2 separate regions of the Mus musculus genome follow, and region 2 is linked to region 1. The links are chromatin contacts, called in public Hi-C maps. All regions are on one chromosome and are shown on one strand. The core of a region is the stretch at or near the end of the contact, and the rest is flanking DNA. Distances in the headings are between cores, read along the strand shown.

The links. A called contact is a pair of places that touch in the nucleus more often than the background predicts.
Region 2: a contact with region 1 is called in a Hi-C map of bone marrow-derived macrophages, with 3 times the contacts expected there. The contact joins two enhancer-like sites. A contact is called at or near these places in 3 of 39 promoter capture datasets (liver, macrophages and pre-B cells), 4 of 484 Hi-C or Micro-C datasets (bone marrow-derived macrophages, cerebellar granule neurons and embryonic stem cells), 2 of 115 datasets of contacts at active chromatin or transcription factors (both in embryonic stem cells) and 1 of 9 other capture datasets (macrophages).

What each region holds. Positions count from the first base shown.
Region 1 is chr15:39,609,862-39,612,943 of GRCm38.p6, reverse strand. The region is part of intron 21 of Rims2 (regulating synaptic membrane exocytosis 2); the gene reads right to left. Among named protein-coding and RNA genes, the nearest start is that of Dcstamp, 130 kb to the left of the region's middle. Within about 2 kb of position 1,548, at least 7 of the 459 cell types and tissues checked have an H3K27ac peak or open chromatin away from gene starts, as enhancers often do. A contact at or near this core is called in bone marrow-derived macrophages, where this site is marked.
Region 2 is chr15:39,733,739-39,736,845 of GRCm38.p6, reverse strand. No RefSeq gene overlaps it. Among named protein-coding and RNA genes, the nearest start is that of Dcstamp, 11 kb to the left of the region's middle. Within about 2 kb of position 1,370, at least 78 of the 459 cell types and tissues checked have an H3K27ac peak or open chromatin away from gene starts, as enhancers often do. A contact at or near this core is called in bone marrow-derived macrophages, where this site is marked.

The DNA.
Region 1 (3,082 bases), core at 299-2,798:
ATTCATGCACATGAAAATATAGAAAACATCTATAAATGAATATAGATACCATTGTATTAAAAGTAGCTTTAACCTTTTTCAAGCAGTATTTTTTTAATGTTCATTTTTTCTATTCTGTTTTTTTTTCAGAATAAACAAAAAGAATCAGCAGTAACAACACTAGAATAGAATAGAATAGAATAGAACAGAACAGAACAGAATAGAATAAGTTAGGAGAGGCATAAGGAAAGAGCAAGCAGGGACCAACAGTAAATTTTCTTTACCTAAGTGCAAAGGCAGTGAACCTCTGCTCATTCCCTGAGTTAACGACCATGGCTTTCCAGCCATTCCTGTGCTGTTATTAAACTGAAATGATTAATTTCAGGGTCCTCAGTTCCAGACAAAGTTTCCATATTTTTAAATATGGCTTTTGTTTTTCCTAAGTTTTGGTTTTAGAAAATGCCAACTTTACATATTTTGTGGTTTTAAGGTATGGAATATAAAATTGTCAATAGAAATGATCAGTTTTACAATGAAATTATAATTGTTAAGGTGCATTATGAAACAAAATTAAAAATCTAGTATTATTGGAGGAAAGTAATATGTCTTCCCCACAAAGTATCTGTAAATATTGTCCAAAAAATCCATACATATAAAGATTTGTGAGTATATTAAATCAAATATATCAATTGATAAGTTTAAAGAATACAGCTAAGTGGCTTAGTCTCAGAATTACCATTTAACACCACTGCAAATAAGAAGTCTTCACATGAGAACAAATGTTTTATCATGTGTACCTCCGAGAAGTGAGGAGAAATGTAAAGACTTAGTGAGTAGTGTATTTTATGGAAGGCCCAGCAGCAGAAACTGCGGAGTGTAGAAAGGGCAGCTGAGCAAAGACACACAGTGAACAAAATGCAAGTGGGTCTAGCTAACCTCCTGGGCATTATCAGCTGGCAAGGCACAGCTTGATAATAGGTTTATATGTATAGGTATATGTGTGTGTTTGTGTTTGTGTGTGTGTATAAAAATAAAACAAGAGGAAAGAATTCTTGATTTCAACTCTCAGCATATCCAGAAACCCTGATAAAATCAAGCATGGAAGAAACTCTCTCTGAAGTATAGAGAAAAATTCTTACAGTAATTCTTAGATTTTAGTTATGATAAAAGCTTAAAGTTTAAGGTTTAATATTATTGGACTGATCATCTCCTTAAAATCTATTTTGTAGTGGGTGTATGGCTGGCTTTGTGCTCTGCATGGGAGCTGTAGCAGAGAATGCCCTTGTTTTCATGATCCTTCCATTTATGATTCCATGGGGCAAGATATAAATGAATGATCATATCAACCAGTGGTATGAGATGAGGAAAAATACACATAATATAGGCAATGATGATCTAGAAAGTTTAGGTGAAAATTTAGGAAGATTTCTCTGAAGAGGAGATAATTAAGCTGAACCCTGAATAATGACACTATGAGAACACAGACTACACAGGTTGTTCTACCAGAAGACTTGGGGATCTAGTGCTAGTATTTGATCTCTGAGATCATAAATACCCTCTTTAAAGAGACCTTTCTTTTTAAAGGCTAAATCAGTAAAGAATTAGGAATACCCTACAGTTGAACACTTACAATTATTTAAAATTAGTCTATATGTTAATCTCATATTTTTGAATTTATAAAAATTCAAAATAGAATTTATATTATGAAAATATAATTTAATTCCTTAAACTATTAGAAAAATACATCCTCTCTACCATGATTGTAAACAGTTATTTAACAAAAATAACATGAACTTGTGATTCATATTAGTTCCTCATGGCTCACTTCCTTTCTTCTTCTTCCTTTCCTTACTATTTTTGGCACTGAGGTCATCCTGGCTTGACTACTTACATGACCCTATGCCATGAAATGAGGTAATTCACTGGTCTCAGACTCCTGAGTTGCTAGACCACTGTTCCTGGGAGTGGTCATGTTTGCCAACTATTTACTTTGGCCATTCTTAGATGACAACTTCCAATATCATCTATTATATTGGATATATTTTCCCAGATGCCATCTGTGTTCTTTCACTAGGTAGGTAGGTAGGTAGGCAGGCAGGCAGGCAGGCAGGCAGGCAGGCAGGCAGGCAGGCAGGCAGGTAGATAGGTAGGTAGGTAGGCAGGCAGGTAGGTAGGTAGATAGGTAGGTCTATAGACAGATCAGCTCCAAAGGACAAATCCTGGGCCAAGAAGGTGGCTCGGTTAGGTAAGTGCCTAAGGACCTGAGAACACACATATGAGCTGGACATTGGTAGTGTGAATCTGGGGTTGGTGACTGGTGGAGACAGGTGGATCCCTGAGCTCATTGGGAAGCTTTCCTAGATGAACTGATGAGAAAGAAACACTGTCTCAAAAAAGAAAAAAGAAAAAAAGAAAGAGGAGGAAAGCAGTAGAGAGAAGCACTTGATTTTGGCCTTTGGTCCACACACATATATGCACAGAAGCATGTACCTACACACAAAACACAAGCATACCACACTCTCACAACACTACATTTAATATTTTCATATTTGAATAAGAAGTGTCATTGTTCTCATTCATTGTTAACTTAAGGACAAAGTTTATGAGTTAGAATTTTAAAATGTTTTTATTATGACATATCTTATAAGCACTGTATTTTTGTATTAGCTAATACTTTATTATCCTTAGAGACATGACTTAATTTTCTCTGTTCTTCCTTGAATAATTGGCCATCACACATTTCTTATGCAGCTAGTTTCGACTGTGGCTAACATCTTGGCGAGAATTAACTGATTCCTTTAGCGAATACCTCCATGCACCTACTTGAGGTCAGGTCCCAAGGGAATGAGTGGGGGCTGAACTGGTGTCTGTGCTCCATGGTCCTGCACAAGAGGGCTGAAACTGAAGGGAACAAACAATGTTTTGTTTTGTTTTCCACTCAAACAGAGTTTCCTCTAGTCAGCCCATTCGAAGCAAATGTTTATTTCTAACAATCTATGCAGAAGAACGTCTTTCTCTAATGTGTATAGACTCCATTTGGGCCTCTGGTAGTTGTGGCTCTGCAGTGAGGAAAAAAAAGACCAATGAGTCATTATATAGAGCA
Region 2 (3,107 bases), core at 121-2,620, 120 kb before region 1:
AGGAATCCAGGCATTCAGATGGCCCCCTTCTATCACAGCCTGCTCTGTCTGACTGAACACATTGTTTTTGGAATTCCTCTCTTTCCTCAGTAATGGCCCTGAGGAGGACAGCTGGACCCCACAGTCAAATGGGCACTTTAGAGGAGAGGGGGTCTTCTGTTATCTGACCTCTCTTCAATTGTGCAAGAAGGAGGTACCAGGCACCCACAGCTGAGCTTCGAATCAGAAGTTTCTCTTCCTCGTCCCATTATCTGGCAGCCAGGTAGCAGTAGAGAGGCTGTACCAGAAGAGAGGCCTCTAATGAGATCTGAGGATCGTTCAGCCTCCCCTCCCCCTTGTCCATAGGTGCTCCCATCCTTAGCCCTTCCATATAACACAGCATCCCATCCGAGTGTTTGAATGTATTGAAGCTCCCACATTTGCCTCTGCGATCACCCCAGTAAGAGATTCCACTGTCTCTGTAAAAAGCAAGTCTCTAAGCAGAGGTTGCCTGAGAGGACTGCCAGGAAGGTGCCCAGAGAGTGTGGCATCGGCAGCAGCTTCAGTCAGCAACCTAAGAATCTTTGGACAAGTGATTTGAGCTCCCTGGCTAGCTCCTCTGTTTTGTTTCCCATGTGGCCTTTAGTGCTCTGTTCTTTTCTGCTCCAGAGAATTCTGATTTTGCTGAGTTTGGCAAGCTCACACACAGCAAAGCCTGGGACTCGAGAGAGCTGTGACGACCAGGAGGCCCAACACCAAACACCCCTTACATCTACCCTAGCCAAACTTGTCCACCCGGAACAGCAACTCCGTGTCCCTGACTCAGGACAACCAGCTTAGAACTACTGCTCCTTGACAATAGCACAGACTCCGAGCAAAACTACAGGCAAGGAAGAGCCTGGTGGTTTGATGGCTGGAGGCTTCGGGGCATAGATGGCTCTAAGCAATTTGGGGGGCAGCACACAGCCAGGAAGTTGCTGATCCAGTTACCCACCCTCATGCAGTGAGCACAGCCTTTTCAGTTCTGTTCCAGCTTGCTAAAGTCATCTGCAGCCTGCATCTCTTTGTGACTGGCATTTTCATCTTGCAGAGCAGCCATAGACTAAGGCCACCGGTGACATTCTACAAAACAAGTTTTTAAAGATGTAAAAGGATATCAGCTAGAAGCAGTTGTGTCCTCTTACTGGGGACCTAGCTCAGTGGGGGCAGATAGAATCTGTCTTCACATGTGGAGGGAAGCAAAGAGACTGAAGCAGCCAAAAAGGTGCAGTAGACTCTGTCTTGGCTTTGAGGCTCCTTGCCTGCCAGTGGGCACAGCATTGGTCTGGGAGATACCTGGCCTAAACACATTTAGGGGACTTGTCATCCTCAGTTGGCCTGAAGGTGGCAGCTCTTCCCAGGTCTGCAATGCGCTGGGAATTTGCTTCTCTGAAGCCTTTTTAAGTAGGGCAGCTTCCCTCTCTCTGGACCGCATCCAGCATTTGCAGATTATGAAACAGCCTCAGTTCTGTTTTCAGAGATTTGCTGGTAGAACCATCCCGACCGCCCACTGCTCCTGAGCTTGGATGGCACAGAGCGAGCCCTGGAAACAGGGCAAGCTTCTGAAGGGCAGCACAGGATTCTGGGCAAGCCCTGGGACTCCAGTTGATGTGATATAAATGAATACTCGGTGCTTGCCAGGGCTGTGGTCTTGGCCCAATGTCCAAACCCATCTGAGGAAAATCAGAATAGCTGTGCCTTCCTCTGTGCCCTCCTGCTCTTCTGTCTTCCTCAGAAACTAGTCAGATTGCTGAGTCACTAGATCAGGTGATTTGGAATAGTATGGATGCAGCCTGTGAAATAGTGGAGGGATCTACAGGTCCACCCAATATTCTAAGTTGGCATCCAGTGTAGCAGGAGTTGACAGCCACAGACTATAAACACTGCAGCAAGATAATAGCGCACATACTGCCGGACATGCTGGTGACTTCCTTTCCAGCCCTTGCACCCTGTCATGTCCCAGAAGGCATCTGATTCAACGAAATTAAGTTCAGCTAACACTGATGATGCTAACTGCCCACGGTCCTTCCAGGAAACTGTGTCTACTGATTTGTTTAGTGATAAGGTTCTATACTACTGGTGTTCAGTAAACTGTTCGGCAAACCGGGGTGCAGAGAGGTAATACTAATTGTCCAAGGTCATACAGCAAACAGGGAGTGGCTTTAAGATTCAAACCCAGGCATGCTCTTGGCTCAGGAGCTGTTATCAACAAAGAGAGCATCACCTTCAACACAGGCATGATGCAGAATTTCAGATTAGCAGATTTCTATGCCCCACACCTACCCTTCCTTCATCCAGGGTGTAACATGTCATTCAAGCACCAGCATAGAGTGCAAATTCTGGTGTCCAAGTGACAGCCACACGAAGCTACAGGGAGCCCACCTTGGGGGCCAGAATGTATGAAGCCGTACTAAGATTATTCCCAAGGTACCAGACTCCTCCTGGACCTCTCCCTAGACACCCTAACTCTGCTATCCTATCTCTAGTCCCTAAATGAGTCCATGCAGCCCCTAACAAGACAGCAGACTCTGGGTTGGGGGAACAGCAACAGACACAGCGGGAGAATAATGAGTGCCCAGGGCCACTGGGAACCACACAAACATTAGAATGGAAATTAGGCTGCAGAGGAGGTGGATTGGAATGGACTTTGGAGACTTCTTTTTTTTTTTTTTTCCTTCACTCCATAGCTTGCTTTTCAAGGAGAAAAGTAAACAGTGATAGGAAACAATTGTTCAAGGAGTGAGAGCTTCTGCATGCCTGCTGGGAGCCTGACATTCCGGCTGGGTCTGCCTCCCAGGCCTCCACCAGTCTTGATGCTTGGTGTCCTGGCCTGGGTGCCAGGACCACTTCTGCAGACACTGTGTGTGTATAGGGCAGGGGCTGACAGGATGCATTTCTACATCAGTAGCCTTTTTTTTTCAAGTTTGAGCACATGGGGTTCCAAGAGGTCAGTGTAGTCATAGCCATATTGCCAAAGCTCCAACAGTTAGAACCATTCGTCATCTCCTGGAACAATGCAAGATCTACCTGACACTTTTATAGACCTCCAGCACTTCCGAGACTCCTGCATCCCAGCATCCTCCTCTTGC